Regions from separate parts of the Mus musculus genome. Here all the other regions are linked to region 6. Evidence: chromatin contacts called from public ChIA-PET, HiChIP or PLAC-seq and promoter capture Hi-C data. All regions are on one chromosome and are shown on one strand. Each heading gives the region's core, a stretch centred on a gene start, on an enhancer-like site or on the middle of the called end of the contact. The rest is flanking DNA. Distances are from core to core; before and after follow the strand shown.

What was found. Promoter capture Hi-C pulls out the DNA fragments that hold promoters and counts their contacts. ChIA-PET counts read pairs in DNA pulled down with a chosen protein or histone mark. HiChIP or PLAC-seq counts read pairs in DNA pulled down with a chosen protein or histone mark. Capture Hi-C pulls out chosen DNA fragments and counts their contacts.
Region 1: a contact with region 6 is called in an H3K27ac HiChIP or PLAC-seq map of microglia, with 7 times the contacts expected there. The contact joins the promoter of Arpc3 here to the promoter of Camkk2 in region 6. A contact is called at or near these places in 9 of 39 promoter capture datasets (the C10 cell line, the HPC-7 cell line, cranial neural crest and 6 more), 2 of 15 datasets of contacts at CTCF or cohesin (the NIH/3T3 cell line and embryonic stem cells), 3 of 484 Hi-C or Micro-C datasets (B cells, the N1E-115 cell line and embryonic stem cells), 18 of 115 datasets of contacts at active chromatin or transcription factors (the 230-238 cell line, the SCID.adh cell line, T-cell acute lymphoblastic leukemia and 12 more) and 5 of 9 other capture datasets (adipose tissue, embryonic stem cells, liver and 2 more).
Region 2: a promoter capture Hi-C map of liver shows a contact between it and region 6, with 2.2 times the contacts expected there. The contact joins the enhancer-like site here to the promoter of Camkk2 in region 6. A contact is called at or near these places in 7 of 39 promoter capture datasets (the C10 cell line, the HPC-7 cell line, HPC-7-derived erythroid cells and 4 more), 1 of 15 datasets of contacts at CTCF or cohesin (the NIH/3T3 cell line), 10 of 484 Hi-C or Micro-C datasets (B cells, LSK cells, bone marrow-derived macrophages and 6 more), 12 of 115 datasets of contacts at active chromatin or transcription factors (bone marrow-derived macrophages, effector CD8 T cells, embryonic forebrain and 6 more) and 4 of 9 other capture datasets (embryonic stem cells, liver, macrophages and 1 more).
Region 3: a contact with region 6 is called in an RNA polymerase II ChIA-PET map of memory CD8 T cells, with 23 read pairs. The contact joins the promoter of Vps29 here to the promoter of Camkk2 in region 6. A contact is called at or near these places in 13 of 39 promoter capture datasets (the 3T3-L1 cell line, the HPC-7 cell line, the SN4741 cell line and 8 more), 5 of 115 datasets of contacts at active chromatin or transcription factors (the NIH/3T3 cell line, bone marrow-derived macrophages, craniofacial prominence and 2 more) and 2 of 9 other capture datasets (adipose tissue and liver).
Region 4: a promoter capture Hi-C map of pancreatic islet shows a contact between it and region 6. The contact joins the promoter of Psmd9 here to the promoter of Camkk2 in region 6. A contact is called at or near these places in 1 of 39 promoter capture datasets (pre-B cells) and 1 of 9 other capture datasets (pancreatic islet).
Region 5: a contact with region 6 is called in a promoter capture Hi-C map of liver, with 2.2 times the contacts expected there. The contact joins the promoter of Pptc7 here to the promoter of Camkk2 in region 6. A contact is called at or near these places in 2 of 39 promoter capture datasets (liver and pre-B cells), 2 of 484 Hi-C or Micro-C datasets (embryonic stem cells and olfactory sensory neurons), 3 of 115 datasets of contacts at active chromatin or transcription factors (bone marrow-derived macrophages, embryonic stem cells and large pre-B cells) and 1 of 9 other capture datasets (liver).
Region 7: an H3K27ac HiChIP or PLAC-seq map of embryonic stem cells shows a contact between it and region 6, with 4 times the contacts expected there. The contact joins the promoter of Anapc7 here to the promoter of Camkk2 in region 6. A contact is called at or near these places in 6 of 39 promoter capture datasets (the 3T3-L1 cell line, embryonic stem cells, hematopoietic stem and progenitor cells and 2 more), 1 of 15 datasets of contacts at CTCF or cohesin (the NIH/3T3 cell line), 3 of 484 Hi-C or Micro-C datasets (the N1E-115 cell line and embryonic stem cells), 25 of 115 datasets of contacts at active chromatin or transcription factors (the NIH/3T3 cell line, the SCID.adh cell line, T-cell acute lymphoblastic leukemia and 14 more) and 5 of 9 other capture datasets (adipose tissue, embryonic stem cells, liver and 2 more).

The regions. Positions count from the first base shown.
Region 1 is chr5:122,390,530-122,393,229 of GRCm38.p6, forward strand. It overlaps Arpc3 (actin related protein 2/3 complex, subunit 3), which reads left to right and starts at 1,349. Exons shown (of 7, transcript NM_019824.4): 1 at 1,349-1,468. The coding sequence starts at 1,463. It overlaps Gm32853 (a long non-coding RNA gene), which reads right to left. Exons shown (of 4, transcript XR_387695.4): 1 at 2,010-2,700; 2 at 353-467.
Region 2 is chr5:122,457,685-122,460,384 of GRCm38.p6, forward strand. Atp2a2 (ATPase, Ca++ transporting, cardiac muscle, slow twitch 2) reads right to left here. Exons shown (of 20, transcript NM_001110140.3): 15 at 2,292-2,512; 16 at 1,764-1,966; 17 at 764-849; 18 at 404-537. Among named protein-coding and RNA genes, the nearest start is that of Anapc7, 37 kb to the left of the region's middle. Within about 2 kb of position 1,392, at least 14 of the 459 cell types and tissues checked have an H3K27ac peak or open chromatin away from gene starts, as enhancers often do. A contact at or near this core is called in liver, where this site is marked.
Region 3 is chr5:122,352,912-122,355,611 of GRCm38.p6, forward strand. It overlaps Vps29 (VPS29 retromer complex component), which reads left to right and starts at 1,417. Exons shown (of 4, transcript NM_019780.2): 1 at 1,417-1,565. The coding sequence starts at 1,563. Rad9b (RAD9 checkpoint clamp component B) reads right to left here and starts at 1,294. Exons shown (of 13, transcript NM_001382853.1): 1 at 1,228-1,294. The coding sequence starts at 1,264.
Region 4 is chr5:123,226,765-123,229,464 of GRCm38.p6, forward strand. It overlaps Psmd9 (proteasome (prosome, macropain) 26S subunit, non-ATPase, 9), which reads left to right and starts at 1,426. Exons shown (of 6, transcript NM_026000.2): 1 at 1,426-1,680. The coding sequence starts at 1,543.
Region 5 is chr5:122,283,016-122,285,715 of GRCm38.p6, forward strand. Pptc7 (PTC7 protein phosphatase homolog) reads left to right here and starts at 1,383. Exons shown (of 6, transcript NM_177242.4): 1 at 1,383-1,894. The coding sequence starts at 1,654.
Region 6 is chr5:122,778,141-122,780,840 of GRCm38.p6, forward strand. Camkk2 (calcium/calmodulin-dependent protein kinase kinase 2, beta) reads right to left here and starts at 1,270. Exons shown (of 17, transcript NM_001199676.1): 1 at 1,112-1,270.
Region 7 is chr5:122,421,151-122,423,850 of GRCm38.p6, forward strand. Anapc7 (anaphase promoting complex subunit 7) reads left to right here and starts at 1,294. Exons shown (of 11, transcript NM_019805.4): 1 at 1,294-1,528. The coding sequence starts at 1,428.

The DNA.
Region 1 (2,700 bases), core at 99-2,598, 390 kb before region 6:
AGGCCTCTATATTTAGGTGAGGAACAGAGGCACAGAGAGGTACATTAAGTTGCTCAGAATAACACAGCTAGTCATGTTGGAACTAGGATTCAACCCCAGGACCTGGCTCCTCAGCAGTCATACAAAGAACAGGGAGTATAAGCCAGACATTGTAGAGACCAGCCTGGGCTACATAGTTAATACCTTGTCCAAAAACAAAAAGTGGTTGGCTGGGTATGGTGGTTACATATCCCCTCAGTCTCAGTACTTGGGAGGCAAGGCAGGTGGATCTCAAGAGTTCAAGGCCAGCCTGGTCTACAAAGCAAGTTTCAGACTAGCCAGGGCTACCCAGAGAGGCAAAATACATACTTACATACATATATGATGGGTGTCAGTGGTGGGTTTGTAGTCATCCCCTCAGACATGTGGCATCACTCAGGCCCTTATAATATGCTTGGTTTTCATGACCACTTAGTCCTTGCCATGATCTGGGAAGACATACACCATACCTTGTTGAAAGAGTAGAAATGATATACACATTTAGTGGGTGACAGACAGGTCAAAGGGGTAGGCTCAGGACTTTTCTTTCCTTTACCCCTGTGGTGGTCCCTGACTGTCTTAACATGACAAGGAAGATAGACACCACCGTCGGCATCATAAAACTAAGCAAGAAAAATAAATAAAAATAACAGGAGTGATGGGCACATATCTGTAATTCCTGAACACAAGTGGGTGCAGATCAGTTCATATTCATTTATATGTATATGCCAGCCTGGACTTCATGCGACTCTTAGCAAAGAAAAAATTGAAAAATAAAAAATATTGGCCGCCAAGACGGCTCAGGGTGTAGGTGTTTCTGAAGACTGTGTTGGTTCCGAGAGTATCACGGTGGAAAGTGAGAACTGATGTCCCCCACCTTGCATTGTGGTAAAAGTACAAAACTAAGCCAGGTGTGGTGGCGCACGCCTTTAATCCCGGCACTCGGGAGGCAGAGGCAGGCGGATTTCTGAGTTAGAGGCCAGCCTGGTCTACAGAGTGAGTTCCAGGACAGCCAGGGCTACACAGAGAAACCCTGTCTCGAAAAACCAAAAAAAAAAAAAAAAAAGTAAAAAACTAGACATAGCAGAAGGGTAAATCAGGCGACTGAGTGGTACTGGATTTGAAGCTGAAGCCGGGAAATGAGAAAAAAAACCCAAAAAACAAAACCGGGAGCTGATTATTAACCACTTGCGAGGGAGTCTTCAATTTCAAAATCCAGCCTTTTATTCTGAACGTGCTTTATGCATGCGCCACGGTCATCGCCTCACGCTGACGCGCCCCCTGGCGTCACTTGCGGTCAGCGCAGCCGGAGCAAGTCACCGGAAGTGCGTTTATTCCTTCCGCCCGCCTCTTCCGGCTTACTTCCGCCCACTCCACCCAGGCTCGGTCGTCGGAAACGCTTTCTGAGTTCGGCTTCTCTGGATCGAATCCGGACACCGTCAAGATGCCGGTAAGCATTCGAGCCCCAGGGGCGGGGAGCCGAGCGGGGCGAGGGTCCGAGGGGTGGCAGGAGATCTGTGTCATAAGGCCGGGGAGAGAGGAAGCGTCCGCCCTGATCTCCAGCCTTTGCCTCCAACACCGGCTCGCCTGCCCCGCCGCTTCCCCCCTAACCCTGCCGTGTTCCCAGATCCCACCCTAGAGCCTCGAACCTAAGAACGATGGCTGGCTTTTAATTTATTTTTAAGTCTAAGGTCCAGCTTCTCCTTTTTTTTTTTTTTTTTTTTAAATTTCCCCCTTGTCATTTCCACTTCCTCCTCCACCCCAGGGAGTGGGATCGGCCTGCTACCTAGTCACCTGTCAGACCTCACTTCCCTGATGGACCCCTTCCTCCGTCTCCCTGCTCTGACTCCCACCCGACTCCCTGACCACCACCGAGCCAGCGCTGGTTTCCTTTTTCGTGTGCATCCGAGTGGGAGGAAATTGATGCCGATTGCAGCTTAGCGAAGGGACGCTTGAATAGCGTGCACCCACACTGAACCAGTGTTACTGACCTCTCGCTGTGAAGCCAGCATTGTTGACAGCAGCGACTAAGGGCCACTCAAGGAGCTCACAGTTTAACGGGTAGACAGTAACCATGCAAATGCACATAGGAAGTAGTTTCCTATCTTAACAACTGCTGTGACGAAAACAGATAGATGGCAGTTAGCCTACCCCTATCGCTCAGTTATCGCTCATCCCAATACCGAGGCAGGAGGATGGCAAAGTTCAGGCCAATGTGGACTATGTAGTGAGTTCTAGGCCATCCTGGGCTACAGAACTGCAAAGCCTGTCTCCCAAGAAATGGGGGAAGAAAAAAAAAAAAAAAGAGGCTTGCATGCAGGAGGTGGGGTCACAAGGTACAGCAGCTCATGCCTGTGACCCCAGCTCTGGGGAGGCAAAGGACAGGCAGATCTTCTGGCTTATTGGCCAGCCAGCCCAGCCAAAAATAAGCAAGTTCTGGGTTCAATGAAAGACGATGTCACAGGAAATAAATATATATATAGAGAGAGATAGTAGGGGCTGAGGAGGTGTCTCAGTGGTACAAATGAGAGGACCTGAGTCTGGATGCTTAGCACCCAAGTAAAACAGAAGGGGCGGGGGGAGGGCATGCAAAGCGTGTCTGCAGTTTCGGAGCTGGGGATGTGTAGAGTTCCCTGAGGCTCCTTGTCTCAAAAATAAAGTGGAAAGCAGTTAAGAAACAGA
Region 2 (2,700 bases), core at 142-2,641, 320 kb before region 6:
CACAAGCAGGCAAGGGTTTAGTGATGCTACTGCCTGCTGACCTAACTAACTCTAAAGGCCTGCTTTCCCCAGTGCGGGGAGCTGGAGGCTTTGGTGCAGCAGGCCCATCTCAGCAGGCTCAAAGCTGCTGGTGATGACCCAAGGTAGAGCCATTTGGAAACTTGTGTCCATCAGTGGCTTGGTTAGATGGAACTTCTTGTGCTCCACTCTCTAGGGTACAGGCATAGTCTGGATTGCTGGTCCCATTCATACACCCTGCCGCATCAGGAACCCATGATGGGGACAACCCCCACTGTTTCCTGGGGAACAATAGCTTAAAACTATGTCATTTTTTGTGAGGGAAGAGCTATCAGCCATGATTTTCTCATAAACCCTAGGACCATAGCCTACAAGATCCACTAACCTGTTGAGGGCATTACACATCTCTATGGTTACTAGAACAGAAAGTGCCATTGTCATTGGATATGGGGACTCAAAGATTGCACAATCCACTCCATCGAAGTCTGGGTTGTCCTCCTTACACTGTAGGAAATGACTCTGCAACAAAGTCCAAACATTCCATCAGCCGGGAGTACTTCCCAAATGTAGATGCCAATTCCACACTGAGTTCAAGGCCCAACACCAATACGGAATACAGCTCGGCAGAAGCCCTGGGTCTTAGAGCTACCTGAGGCAACTATCTGACCCCAAACCACAGAAAAAGACCAAAGGTTACAAGAATTCACTCTACTACACAGGGCTTTAAAAAAAAGTGGCTAAATACCAGCTGGTAGAAGGAGACTCTTGGACCGCCGTCAGCAGCGATGAACCACCATGCAGCAGCACCCACGGTGGCAGCGCCAACATAACCTAGAAACAAAGCTGCAGGTTACCACACTGGCCAGAGCAGCTGACTACAGACAGGGCGTTTCTGGTCTAAAAAGGAAATAGGCAATGTCTCTAGAGTTTGTGAGGAAATGTTCCTGCTGACCCCAGCCCACGCCCTGCACTAGGTGCCACAGAGCTAAAGAGCAAGTATAGGCTTCAGACAACAGGTGGAGGTCAGGCCCATCCATCCCAGCAGACAGAACACACAAGGAACTGAGGAAACCAAGTCACACCAGTCTATAGGCAAACGGAGGTGACCTTGTTGGACACTAGGTAACTGCACTGTTCCAGGTATGGCCAAGCAGAACCCTTTCAAAGAACTGCCATTACAATGCTGGCCCCCACCCCTCAGCACCAGAGTTAGGTCTAAGGCAGAGGCCATTCCTCATCAATTTCAGGAAATTTGCAAAGCTGAGACTGGTTTATCCACGGTCAATCACCTAACCAACAGCAGAGCACACAGCTAACCTGGAATTACAGTGGTGCACGAGGGCACTAGTTTAAAAGACAGGGAATGGAAATTTTTATTTGCCCAAAGGGCAGCTGGTCCACGAGATACTGTGAAGGCCAGAGGAACTGGCAGCCACTCTAGATTGTATGCTCTTTAAACTGAACTATGACAAAGAACGGCATTAGCCTCTGCTAGTGGACTCTTCTTGTCCCCTAGTTGGTAATAACCCATTCAAGTCTCAGCCTGGCGCTCGCAACAGGGAAGGGCTCTGGCATGCCTTGGTATTTGCATCACTCTGAGCAAGGGGAAAATATAAAAAGCCTGATGTCTAACTGTTGCTTCTCTATAACCCAAGGAAGGACAGGATGCTTGTTCAACAGAGGCTTTCAGTGGGTGACCTGCACTGCACACAGCATCCTTCCACACAAACAACAACTGTACTTACAGCCAATAGCCAGGTAACGGAAAAAGAGCCACCCGCTGATCAGTGGTTCTTTTGGGTTCCGGGGGGGTTTGTTCATGATGTCCAGGTCTGGAGGATTGAACCCCAGCGCAGTGGCAGGCAGACCATCTGTCACCAGATTGACCCAGAGTAACTGGACAGGAATTAAAGCCTCAGGAAACCCAAGGGCTGCCGTCAGGAAGATACTGTTTCCATCCAAGGGAAGAAGAGAAAAAACTCAGTGAGTTTTGGAACTATGGAAATAGCTTATCTCCCCAAGCCAGGAGCATCAGACAACATCTAATCTAAGTTCATATGAAACTTTATTAGAGGACCAAGACTTTTATGATTTTAAACTACCATTTTAAGAATATTTTCTGCACCACTGGTCAGCTGCAGACAAGTCCCATGAGATTTCTCTCCTCTCAAGCCAACAACCAAATTTGTCCTAACAGAAGCAGCAATCTGAGAAAGCTCAACACCCTGGCCCCAGCCTTGAAAGATACTGTTTAGTTCCAGTCAGACACCCACCAGACCACTTCCCCCACGTTGGATGAGATGAGGTAGCGGATGAACTGCTTCATGTTGTTGTAGATGGCTCGCCCCTCCTCAACAGCAGCCACAATGGTGGAGAAGTTGTCATCTGCCAGGACCATCTCAGAAGCAGTCTTAGCCACTGCAGTCCCTGAGCCCATGGCAATCCCGATTTCAGATTTCTTCAGAGCAGGAGCATCATTCACACCATCACCAGTCTGAAAGGGAAGGTGCAGTTGATTCAGATACCACCCATGTGGCACAGCTCTAGGCAGAGGCACTGATGCAGGAGGAAACGGGACAGAGCAGTAGCTGTGTCAAATACTTTACCAAGAAAATACAAAAACAGCCATGCAAGCTTAAAGAGTCATATCACAGAAAGGTAGAACTAAGGAGACTGGACATC
Region 3 (2,700 bases), core at 167-2,666, 430 kb before region 6:
GGCCTTTTCCGACTAACCCATTTCATCCTGGCTCTACTAATTGCTCTACGCTTGATCTTGGGCTAAAGGCTGGAAACTAAGTGGTTAGCACTTGCATCCATTCATGGGCTATCCATACGACAACAGCATTGAGCATCTTGGCTTCCAACATGCTAGGCTAGGTTAACATGTTGTTAGACTATAACGATCTCAACTTTGATGCTGTGTCAAGCCTTAGCAAAGTGCATCACTATGAGAGGAGGCACCATGACAGGAATTCACCACACGGTGTCCTAATTGTATGTGATGCCACAGAGCTGGAAACAGTGGTTTGAAATCCTTTTTTCCTGAATATGTCCGAACAATTTCCCGTTAAGTGATTACACTGAACTTTTTGGTCAAGATACACCTGGGAGTTAAACTACTCAGCCGATCCACACAGCGTTTTATAGACTAATTTACATTAGGAAATGCCGTATACCCTTACCTACATACACAGTAAGACTTCAATAAATATGCATCGACATAAAATTCAACATTATTTCTCCTGCAAGCCAATTTCCGTGCTAATGCTCTCATTCATTTTGAGTTCTCCCAACCTCTGAAGGGGGATGGTACACTGGCCCTTCTTTGGTCTGTCTACACACAAACCCGGTCCCCAGCCCAAGCATCCCACCCCCCTTATAAGGCTATGTATTATACAGTTCTCCACACAGTCTTTCTAATTTCTGATCTCACTACATGGACTTTTTATTTAGCCCATGCTTCTAACAACCTCTATCAACGAAGGGGCTAATATTAGTCTCATTTTTCGACTGAGGGACAGAGAGGATTGTTCGAGATTATATATTAAAACAAAAACAAAACCCAACAACAATAAAAAAAATGTCTCCGGCAGAATGTCGAATAAAGCAGCAGGTTGGTTTTCCCACAGCTCAAAAATACTTTTGCTGGTCAAGTATTATTTCCCCCCTTGAATTCTCTCCACATCAGCCCTCCTCAATCCGAGTTTAAGGCCCAATGGCACAATTCTTTTCTCGGTCACCGAATTAAACCCTGGACATAAATCAAATGGAACGGGGCTGGCATGCTCTTCGAAGCCCAGCATGGCCCTCGCGAGGCGCGCTATGGCAGCTTCAGTCGTGGCGAAGAATGGCGGAGGAGGCCGAAGAAGACGATGGATAAACCCTGCACGAGGCGTTAGACTTTTCCCTCTTCTAAGTAGCAAAGCAAGAATGGCCGCTCCACCTTTCACCTGGCCGCCCGTCATCCCGCACTTCAGCATGGCTACGGGCAGAGCAGGCATGGAGGGCGCAAGCGCGCCAGCCGCGGGTGCCCGGATGTTGCCCCCGCACTTTCCGCGAGCTCAGCCTTTCCTTTGCCCCGCCCACGAGCGATTTCTTGCAGCGCCGGGTTTTTTTTTTTTTTCCCTTGACGGGAAATGACCCTTACGGGCCCCCGTAAGACAGGCTCTTGCCAACTTCGCGTCTCATTGGTGGCGGAAGAAGTGGGCGGGTCGACCGAGGAGCCTGAGGAAGAGGGCGGCGGCGTTCGTGGTGATTGAACGGAGCCCTGGTGACAGGATGGTGAGCCCCACGGCGGCTGCTACCCGGGTGGGGCCGGGATGCTGCGGCGTCCGGTTGAGGGAGTGGGGTGGGGGCGCGAGGAGGATCCGGGTGGCCGCGGAGTTGGAACGGGAGGACCGCGGCTGGTTGAGGGTGCGGCTCGGCCTGATGTCGCCCCCTCGCCCCAGCGGCCAGAGGGCGTGCGAGGCGGACCCGGCGGCCGGACCCGGTCACGAGATCGGCTCCGGCAGTCGGTGTGACCGCACGTCTCTTCCCTCCTGGTCCTTCCCGGCTTGCTGGGGGTAGCCGGCCTCGGGGCAGAGCGCGAAGTAGCCGTCGCACTGGCCGCCACTCCGGACGGGGACCCGGAAAGGGGACTGCTCGTCTCCTGTGGCCGCTGCGGCCCCATTGAGCGATGTCGTGGGGATCGTTTGGAGCCTGCGGAGATGCGCGGGGTTGTTCGGAGAGCCTTAGCTTACCCAGTCTGCATCAGACCTTTAGGCCCGTCCCCCCCAATAGATTGCTGTCCCTACGACTTTTCTGTGCAGACACGTCCTTGTAATCCGATTTTCGAAGGCACTCTTTGCTCTCTAAAGTTGGGGGGGGGGACTGCTGTTTGTCCTGATGAAGGTTAAAGTGAAGGCACCTCACTGGCTGCTGGGCACGCGTTGCGTTTTTCACAGATTATCCTTGTGCAGACAACCTTTTAAAAAGGTGGCCTAGCAAACACAGAAGTGGATGCTCACAGTCAGCTAATGGATGGATCACAGGGCTCCCAATGGAGGAGCTAGAGAAAGTATCCAAGGAGCTAAAGGGATCTGCAACCCTATAGGTGGAACAACATTATGAACTAACCAGTACCCCGGAGCTCTTGACTCTAGCTGCATATGTATCAAAAGATGGCCTAGTCGGCCATCACTGGAAAGAGAGGCCCATTGGACATGCAAACTTTATATGCCCCAGTACAGGGGAACGCTAGGGCCAAAAAGGGGGAGTGGGTGGGTATGGGAGTGGGGGTGGGTGGCTACGGGGGCCTTTTGGTATAGCATTGGAAATGTAAATGAGATAAATACCTAATAAAAAATGGAAAAGAAAAAAAAAAAGGTGGCTTTATAAGCCGTTCCAAAGGTATATGCTTAAATTCACTGGATTTTGG
Region 4 (2,700 bases), core at 176-2,675, 450 kb after region 6:
TTTCAGGGTAAGCTTTTTGAGCACAAAAACCGGGTCCTGGGGTGATATACCTTAGTTCACAAGAGCAATTAGCCAGGAGCACAACCACTGAAGCCAAAAAGCAAGGTTCGTGCATGGAGAGACTTTCCCACAGCTGTGGACTTGGATGGCTTCCGGCTTTGTTTTAGTTTTGGCAGGTGGTGCTGTCTGTGTGCTGTGTTTTCCAGCCTGAGTGGTACTTTCTTTATGGAGTCGGTTGTACTAAGGTCTGGGGGCCTGTTACACCAGCACCTCGTGACAGAGGTGAAAGTCAATAAATACTTGGACACCCTTAAGAGACACGTTGCTAGGGTGTGTGTACTCTGATCAGGATCCAAAGGGAATAAATTAGTAAATAAAAATGAAAAAAAAGAGCGAGAGATATTACTGTTAGTGTCACACAATAAGGTCAGAGAGCAGAAGGTGAAATTATTTAAGGTCACATGGAATATATATAGTCGGTGTTAATGGTCCAACTTTGAACATAGGTTGTACCATGAGGATCCCCAGCCCGAAAGTGGCTGGGGATATAGCTGAGTTGGTAGAGTGTTCCTGATCCCCAATATTTCATAAACCATACCTGGTGGTACATGCCTGTAATCCCTGCCTGTGGAGGGAGCAGATGGAGTATCAGATGCTCAAAGGCACTGGGCACACTAGGTTATAAAGAAGGAAAAAAAAAAAGGTCTTGAAGTTTTGATGAGGATAGGTTGAGGGAGGTGCGAAATGGATAGAATGGGAGTGGGGGGTTAGAGGGTGTCTGTGATCATGACAATAAGAAATAGAATATTCTAAAAACTTGGGGAGAGCTTCAAGGTCGCCTTCATCTACACAATGAGTTAGAGGCCTGCCTGAGATGCAGTAAATCTTGTCTGGAAAAAGAAAAAGAAAAGAAACAGAAAACAAAAAACAAATCGCTTGAAAGCCTCTTTCAAACACTCAGGGGCTTCGTAGATGTTAAGAACTGAAGTGTCAAGGTTGGCAAGACTGGATCCTCTTACATTTATACAGCTGGTATCCAGTTTACTCAGCCTTCAGATGAGTGAATGAAAAAAAGTGTAAGCCAGATGTGGTGGCTTTAATCCCAGCACTTGGGAGCAGAGGCAGGAGGATTTCTGAGTTTGAGGCCAGCCTGGTCTACAGAGTGAGTTCCAGGACAGCCAGGGATACACAGAGAAACCCTGTCTTGAAAAACGGGGTGGGGTGGGGGGGTGGGGAAACGGACGGATGGAGGGACGGGGACAGAATGAAAAAGAAAGGAATGAACAAGAAAAGTGGAAATGAGTCAGGATAAAGTGGGAGTAAATACCTATGTCCTCTATGGGCCTATTTATCTCTACCGGGTCATCTGAAAACCACGTGGTCTATCTAGCCGGTGACCCCGCCCACTTCCAAGCTCCACCCTTCATCTGTTTCCGTACTTGCGCGTTGGCTGAGCTGTTTTGGCCCCGGGGAGGACCCGTAGCCTCAGCCTCGGCTGGCGTCCGTAGCCGGGAAACCCAGAACTCTAGCTTGAGGTCCGCGATGTCGGGTGAAGACGTTCCGCACCGGGCAGAGTCCTCCGAGGCCCGTGCGGCCGCGGTCAGCGACATCCAGGATCTGATGCGACGCAAGGAGGAGATCGAGGCGGAGATCAAGGCTAATTACGACGTCCTGGAGAGCGTGAGTGTGGCGGGGAGGCCTGCGGACGAGGCTCGGGGTCGCTGCCAAGCAGTGTCCTAGAGGGGGTCTTTGCTGCGTGCCACACGCCCCTTTAAGCATTTTTTCTTTACGTGGGATTAATTTTCATTTTCGGAAGCATTAACTTTGCATTTTAAAGTTTTTTGTTTGTTTGTTTTTAACGCAGCCCCTAAGCTGGCTTCGAACTCGTGATCCTCCTGCTTCATCTTTCTGAGTGCGGGAATCGCGGGCCTGTGCAACCATGATATAGGCCTTAGTGAAACTGCCTCGGTCGCAAGGATAGACTATTTGCTGAGGCATAGTGATAATCGCTACTGTCACTTTCTGTAGGTGACATTACCAGGTTTGGCCTCGCCACCCGCTTTTCTTTAGGACTTTATAAATGTCAACTGGGAGAATTAATTGGGCATCTTGTTAAAATGCACGTTGTAGCCAGGGGAGGCATCCCTATTTAAGCCCAGCGTTTAGAGAGTGGAGGCAGGGGGATCAGGACTTGAGGGTTATTCTTGCCTACATAGTAAGCTCGAGGCTGTCCTGGGTTATATTAGACCTTGTCTCAAAAAAAAACCAAAAAAAAAAAAAAAAAAAAAAAACAAAAAAGAAAAGTAAAAATGAAATGCAGACTCTAATTGGGATAGGGAAAAGACTCTGGATTTTAAGAAAACCCTCACCTCTGCTAATTGCTCTTTTAAGTGGAGCCAGATTAAGCACATTGTCTTTACTGTAAAAGGGGAAACAGGGCCAGAGTGGAGCCAATGCTTGCCCAGTTAGGAAGGGGGAATGGTTGGCTCTGTGATCTGTTTACCTCCTAAGCAGATATATTTTTCATAAAACCCCAAGTCAGTGTATAGAGGAAGGGGAGGCTAAATCACACTCATTGCTGGGCACAATGACATCTGGGTGATGGGTGCCAGATGACGGTGTCATATAGAGGTTCTACAGGCCAGGTAGGTGCTGACCATGTGCCTGAAAGGTACTATCTTGTATGTGTGCTGTGCCAGG
Region 5 (2,700 bases), core at 133-2,632, 500 kb before region 6:
CATGGTAGCTCACAACCATCCATAATGAGATCTGACGCCCTCTTCTGGTGTGTCTGAAGACAGTTACAGTGTACTTAGATATAATAATAAATAAATCTTAAAAAAAAAAAAAAAGAACAGTAATGACGATGATGATGATAAAGAGTCTTTGCTGTTACTCAACTGAAATAATTTCTTAGGGAAATAACTTACAATTGTTAATATTTGGGGAAGGCTGTTTGATCTTTGTTCAAATAGGCCAAGAGTTTTAGAAAAAATAAAATAGAAAGTGCCCCCTCTCTTCTTTATCTCCCTCTCTCTTCTTTCTTTCTTTCTCTCTCTTTCTCTCTCTCTTTCTTTCTTTCTTTCTTTCTTTCTTTCTTTCTTTCTTTCTTTCTTTCTTTCTTTCTTTCTTTTTTGAGACAGGGTGTCTATGTAACCTTAACTGACCTGTAACTCACTATGTAGATCAGGCTGGCCTCATGTTCACAGATCTGCCTACCTCTGCCTCCTAACTGCCAGGGATTAGAGCTATAGGCCATCATGCCTGACCCCTTCTTTCTGCCAAGGGATGACCCTCTTGAAAAGAGAAGGCAGCTGTGGCTGGAGAAAGAGGCCTCATCTTGGCAGTTCTCTCAGCCCTCCACAGTTTCTGAAGGCCTCCAAATCAGAGGCAGGAAAAAGACCTGCTTGGCCAGGTTGACTGTCAAACTTAGGATCTAGGGTACTAGATCTGGGGCTTTCAAGACACAGGAATAATGGAAATGTTAGGATTGCCGTTTCTCACCCAGTATACTAGATGGTGTAGAATCCCAATCTTGGTTTCTTACAGTTATGTAAAGGAATATATATAGAGAGAGGGTGTGTGTATGTGGTGTGTATGGAAGAAACTGTTAAACAAGATATAGTGGCACATAATTTGTAATCCTTGAACTTGAGAAGCTGTAGGCAAGATCAGAAGGAATCCAAGGCCAACCTTGGTGACAGAGCGAGTCTGAGGTCAGCCTGTGCTTGATGAAACTCTATCTCAAAAAAATCAGAAGAGGGAAAAAAAAAGGTGGTGAGAGAGAAAAAAAATCAAAACAGGACACCCATTCTAATTCCCCCCCAAAAAAAACCCCCAACAACCCAGTCTACCGGTCATTCTCAATAATTTACAGTCCTCTGGTAAATCTAACTCCTGGATCACAGGTAGCCAAGACCAAAGCGACTATAACTCTTAACTACGACTTCCAGGAGACACTGCGCCCACACCCTTTGCGCACGCTCGATTCCGGTGACTACATAGGGCTGCGAGTCCGAGGGGGCGGGGCTTGGACCTGAGCCGCGGAGAGGGGGCGGGGCCGGGGCGGGGTCGGAGAGGGGGCGGCGCTGCCGGCGCGGCCCGGAACACGCTAGTGGAGCGGAAGATGGCGGCGGCGGCGGCGGCTGCAGCCGGGACCCCAGTGTGGTTGAGGCGGAGGAGCCGCCGGCTCTGACCTCGCTCTGGCTCCAGTGCGTGCGGTAGAGCGTGTGCGAGGCCCCGTGCGGCGGGCAGGGGCGGCAGTGGCCAGTGCGCGCCGCCCTGAGGAACGCCCCGGCGGCGCGGCTGCGGCGGAGGAGAGAGCCGGCTCCGGGCCTCGGCGTCCTCCGGCGCCCCGGGCCCCGCGCCTCCTCGGGGGGGCGGCGGCGGCGATGTTCTCGGTCTTGTCGTATGGACGCCTGGTGGCCCGTGCCGTGCTCGGCGGCCTGTCGCAGACCGACCCCAGGGCGGGCGGCGGCGGCGGCGGCGGTGGTGGCAGCAGCGGCGACTACGGGTTGGTGACGGCGGGCTGCGGCTTCGGCAAGGACTTCCGTAAGGGCCTGCTCAAGAAGGGCGCGTGCTACGGGGACGACGCGTGTTTCGTGGCCCGCCACCGCTCGGCCGACGTCCTGGGTGAGTCCCCCGGCCCCAAGTCGGCCTCCTGGGGACTCCGGAGTGCGAGTCTTCCCTGCTTCCTCCGCTGAGCGCAGCGCAGCGCCTTGCCGAGCGCCCCGAGATGCGTTTTCTGCCTCACGATCCCTCCCTCCCCATCCCCACACTTTAGAAATGGGGAAACTGAGGGACAGAGCGGTGGAGCCACGTGCCCAAGGTCACCGCCTTGGGAATGTGTCCAGTCCGTCCCGGTGCAGAACCGCGCACTCTTCTTAGTCACAGCCCCCACGCGACCTCGTCCTCCTCGTTCGGCGACACCTGCAGGCTGCTAACCTCGCTTTGCCTCACTCCCTCCTCCCTCTTGGCGCCCCGGGAATCCCTGCTTCTTGGCGAGCTCCTGACGCCACGGCCCGGTCCCAGCTGCGGGATCCGGGAGCAGACCCGAAGACAGACGGCGGGGAGCCCACAGCCCCCCGTCGTGGGTTCTTCCCGCTGCCTGGACCGTCCTCGGATTGCCATCCTTTTCGGGAAGGGCCGTGGGGTTGTGGGTGGACTGCTGGCCTGGTTAGAAATTCTAGCAGTGCTTTCTCCCTAACCCAGCTTGTCTACTTGAGGTCACTTGGGGGTGGCAGAAAGGTCTCCTTGACCCAAAATAGAATGGCTGGACCTGCTTGTAGGCTGCAGCCAAAAAGGCTGTGAGACTCGGTCACAGCTTTTTAGGCCACAGGTGCTTCCTAAGATCTATCCCAGTTACTAGAGGAGAGAGAGAGAGAGAGAGGAGAGAGAGAGAAAGAGAGAGAGAGAGAGAGAGAGAGAGAGAGAGCTGT
Region 6 (2,700 bases), core at 20-2,519:
AGTGTATGCCACCATGGCCCGGCATATGACATTTTTGATGAAGTGTACAGCAGTAGAGTGTACAAGGAGGGGGATCGGGCAAACTGAAGCTGCTTCTGTACACTGATAGCACGATCTATTCTGAAACCGCAGTTTCTGTGGGTTTGGGAACAGCGGCAGCCCCTGCCACTTCCAAAGAACAAAGGAGCTGTGGGGAGGCAGAGCAATCCTCCTCTAGGTCCTGTGGGGGCAGAGTCAGGAGGAGGAGTAAAAGACATCATTAATGCCCCAGGGCACCTGAAGTTTCTACTCCAGGACTGGGGGAACATCACAGAGGAGGTTGAGGAAGGTAAAAGTTGCATCTAGGGTAATGAATGCGGAGCATGACCCACCCACCCCCAGATCAGGAGGCTGTTTGCCCATGGCACCTGAGATGTCCTCCACCCCCTGCTCCATCCCCCTGCAAAGTGCCACCTCTTCATCTCCAAGTGAGAGCAGCCGGGGAGGAGGCTGACAGAGCTGTGAAAACACCCCGTTTCCCAAACTGGGCATTCAGGGGGTGGGGAGAACCCTGGCATAGCCCCGGTGATAGCGGGGCACCACCACCCCAGGGCTGTGCCAGAGGGAGCCGGCAGGCACTCTTTATGCATCGCGCGCTGCAGCCCAGAGGTAAATTTAGGTCAAAAGGATCAAGTCGGCCTGTGAGGTCGGGGTGATCAGAGGGCAGACTCGGGTCCAAGCCCCTAGGACCAGGGTCCTCCCCGTGCCTGGCAGCCTGCGGAGGTGGGACGCTCCCGCGCGCTCAGGTTCCGCACCTGTCAAGCGCCAGGGGTGGCCTAGGCCATCGCTGGGATCCGGGACCGCCCTGGCCGGCGGACCTTGGTGCGGAACTCCTGGCCGGCTCCTGCCGCCGGACCCCAAGCGCCGCCCGGCTCCGGAGGCCAGGGGGAAAGGGGGCGCAGCCCTCCACGTGGCGGGGCGCGGGGCGGCGCACGTGGGGTCCCCTCGGGGCCCGCCTCTGGGCTGTGTCTGCCGGCTCCCGCGCGCGTCCGGGACCCAAAGACCCACGGGGAGGTTGCGTCCCTCCCCCACCCACCCCCGACTCAGCCCGGCCCGCCTCGGGCCAGCTCACCTGGGCTCCGCGCCGCCGCCTCCCGCGCTCTGCGCCCCCGGCTCGGCTTGGCTCGGCTTGGCTCGGCTCGGCTCGGTCCGGTTCGGCTCTCCACGGGAGGAGCCGCCCGGGCTTCGGCTCGCGCGCGGCGCGGCGGCGCCTCGGGCTCCTTGCTGATTGGCCAAGGACCCGGCGTGGAGCGCGCGTGCCCGCCGCAGCCTCGGCCGCGCGCGCCGGGTCCCGCGGAGACTTAAGTAGCGGCGGGGCGGAGGTGGAGGCGGGAGGGGGGGTGGGGGGAAGGAGGCGACAGGAAGCGAGGCCCGACTCGCGCAGGGGCGAACAGGCCGCAAGTTTGGGAGTGGGTCTCGGTTCCTGCGAGATGCTCCACGCCGCTTTGTCCCTGAGCGTGGAGAAGTTCCCCCAAAGGCGACGGGGGAAAACCCAGGAGCCGTCTGGCGGTTCCCTCCCTGGATTTCGGGGCAACGCCCATTATGGGGAAACCCTTCCGCAGCCACCACCCCTCTGACCACTGCTGCAGGCTCGCCCTAAAATGCATCACTCACTCTGAACAGCCCAGCGAAGTTCTAGGTCTCTCCACAAGACTGACCAAACATTCTTCCCCTTTTTGACGGTTTACTTTGCTGGAGCCTTAAAATATTTAGTCTCCCAGTTGGGTAACAACGGAGAAAAAAAAGGGTATTTCAAGGGCTCGCTCACCCGGTGGCCTTGGATGTGGGGGGCCGGTGAACTCAGACTCGGATGTTCACCAGTGGCTGTCTGCATGCATGTTTCTGCCGGCAGCCAAAGGGTTGAGATGTCAAATTCACTAAGAATTCAAAGCTCTTTGTCAACTGGGTCGATTTTCAGCCCTCAATAAATTATTGCCATATTTCTAGGCTGGGCACTCACAAACAGTCCCCAGGACCGGACAAATAAACTCAATGAGCGTTCTAATGAGATGACCACCTCTGATACTGCTAAGCGCTCTTCCATTTATTTGTTAGTAGTAGCAACTGGAGCGAGACGAAGTGGAATAGTACACAATAGTTAAAAGGACTGTTAGATCTATTTGTACCCCCACAGGAAAAGGAAAACAAAAACATGTAGCGTAAGACAGCAAGCTGCAGGAGACAGTATCATGCACAGTTTGCGTGTCTTTTTAAGCCCCACTCTTGACTGACTTCCTGAGGAGACATGAACAAATGCCTATTCACCCAAAATAGGGCGCCGACAACAGATCAAAAACATCCAAGCCCAGCTTGGTGAACCAATGGGTTTATTGGGCTTACTCATCTCCAGCATGGACAGTGACCTGCCAGAAGGAGTGTCTCCTTCGTTTACCCACCCCTTTATATTCTCTAGCATCTCCCGGGGCCAGGTGCTGTTGGAGGTCTGCACAGGAGGAGAGGCGGGAGCAACTGTAATCTCAGGTGAGGGTCTAATGACTCTCCCCATTTCTTCCCTAGAGGGTGGATAATAGCCTCTCTCCAGTAAGGGACGGGTGCAGAGGCAAGCACAGATGCTCTGATTTCAAGAGGGACATGTTCTATGACCTCCACACGGTGTATGCTTATGGACACAAGCTTGTGCGAACGTCAAAGAGAATCGGT
Region 7 (2,700 bases), core at 44-2,543, 360 kb before region 6:
ATTTTGTGCGAGTGAGAGGCACATGCGGCTGTCTCAGAGGACAACGTGAAGGAGTCAGGTCTCTCCTCCCACACAGGGGATTGAATTTACAAAACTAGCCTTGCTGATAAGTGGTTTTACTCTCAGGCTGCCCAGCTTCAACATTTGAAAGTTTTGGTTTCCTTGTCGGCAAAGAAGGACTGACAATTCAAAGTACTTATTTGTTTGTTTGTTTGTTTGTTTGTTTTAAGCGTTTTCAAACAGGGTTTCTCTGCGTATCCCTAGCTGTCCTGGAACTCACCCTATAAACCAGGCTAATCTTTAACTCACAGAGATCGGCCCAACTCCCAAGTGCTAGAATTAAACCACCCCCTGCCAACGTTGTTATTTATTTATTGAATATGAGTACACCATTGCTCTCTTCAGACACACCAGAAGAGGGCATCAGATCCCATTAAATGTGGTTTTGAGCAACCATGCGGTTGCTGAGAATTGAACTCAGGATCTCTGGTATAGCAGTCGGTGCTCTTAACCACTGAGCCATCTCTCCAGATCCAAGTTGTTGTTGTTTGTTTGTTTGTTTGTTTCAATGTATTTTTATGAGTATCTGCATGCCTGAGTGTGTATGTCTGTGCACCACATGCATGTATGTGCCCATAGACGCCAGAGGAAGGAGTCGGATGCCCTGGAGCTGGCCTTTCAGACTGTTGTGAGCCACCAGGTAGGTGCTAGGAACCGAATTCCCCTGCAAGAGCATGCAGTTTTAATTTCTGAGGCGGCTCTCTCCCTCTATGGAAATGGCTTCAGCATTGCGATTTGTGAATATGCAATGCAGTAACGAGTTCGTAAAGGCTTGAGATGTTGACAGTGGGGCGATCAGAGATCCAGCTCATCCCTGTAACTATCTTTTCTTCGCACTTGGATCTAGCGGGTCACTTGGACGGGCAAGCCATGCCTTGCACCAAGGAATCTATTCCCAGTGACAGGGACAAGAGTCGCCAGGAGAGGGGGGCGTGCCACCTTCGCCTAGGACGCTCCCGTAGTTGGAGAAAGCCAGCCCTTGCGCGCCTGATTCGAAAATTCAATTTTTAACTGTCCGTTTTCCGCCTCCGCTGTGTTTAGGATGAACTCCTGTGCATTGTTACTAGCCTCCGCGAGGCATCCATTCCTCTCAGGCTGTCTTTAGCGCAGCAAAACTACGATTCCTACTGGGATGGCTTTGAAGATGATGATGATGGAGAAAACCCTTTCGCCGCTGCTTCTTTTTACTCAGGCACGTCCGTGGCTACCTCCATCTTCGGGGGGCGGAGCCGCGTCTGGACCGGAAGGACCCCGGCGCCGTCTCCATTTTGGAACTTTCCCCGAGCCTCTGCTCTCGGTTCCCGGGAGTTCTGTCCGCCGCTGCCGGTGCCGCGGTGTCGCCGGGGGCCACGGTGTTGCCGGGCAGGATGAGTGTGATAGACCACGTGCGGGACATGGCGGCTGCGGGACTGCACTCCAACGTGCGGCTCCTCAGCAGCCTGCTGCTCACCATGAGTAACAACAACCCGTGAGTTGGAGAGGCGGGGAGGTGGCGGTCCCGGGAGCCGGGGTTGGCGGTGGCGGGGGGACGGTGTGGTCCCGCGGAGGGCTGCGCGGGATCCGGCCTCGGTGGCCTCGGAGTTCTGGCTCCTTCCAGAACGACGAAGTCCCCTGAGTCCCGGGGACCCAGTCCACCGAGTGTCAGCCGTGGGGGTGCCACCCCAGCGGAGGGAGGGGACCCCACTTTCCGAGACTGAGAGCATCGGTGGCGGGCGCGGTGGCGCCTTTTTTTAATTTAAAAGGAACCCTGGCAGTCTAATGTAAGGCCCGACATTGCCGCCGGGGAGTGACTGGTTTTGTGTGGTTGTGTTTACAAACAGGGGTCTCCTGTAGCCCAGGCTAGCCTGCCCCAGGCTGTGTGTGTGTGTGTGTGTAGTCAAGGAAGACCTTGACCTTCTTACCCTCCTGCCTACGCCTCCCAGAAGCTGGGGGGGGGGGGTTAACTGGTGTTTTACACCCCCACCATGCTCTCAGTGTGCGTGTGGACCTTGGGGATCGAACCAGGGATTTCAGGCGTGCTAGGCAAAACACTACCGATGGAGTGACAGTTCTATCTAGCCGGGTTTACTGCGTCTCAAAGGAAGCCCGGGACAGTTGTAGGCTTGAATTGCCTGTAAGGGCCTTGCTTAAAAATTTCCCCATCATTGCTCACTCTTCGACGTGGCTCCGCAAGTCAACCTAGTCATTCCTTTTCTCTAATTTCTCCTCCTGCCCGAGCGCTCTCAGAGCAAGCATTGGCACCGGTGGCTTCACTTTAGAACCGCTGCCTGAGCCGGGCAGTGGTGGCGCATGCCTTTAGTCCCAGCACTTGGGAGGCAGAGGCAGGCGGATTTCTGAGTTCGAGGCCAGCCTGGTGTACAGAGTGAGTTCCAGGACAGCCAGGGCTACACAGAGAAACCTTGTCTCAAAACAAAACAAAACAAAAAAAAATGCTAAGGAAATGTGTTTATTACAGGGAGGTCCAGTAGGTCGACCAAGATCACACCCTGGAGAACATAGAGGAGCGAGTGGATCTGTCTATGATTGGAGATAGTTTGTATTTCAGTCCACCACTGTCTAGTGCTTCCAAAGAACATTACAGTAGCCTTCTACTCCGTGCAGACATTTGCATTTGGCGTGGCTGAGGCTAGTCTAGTGAGA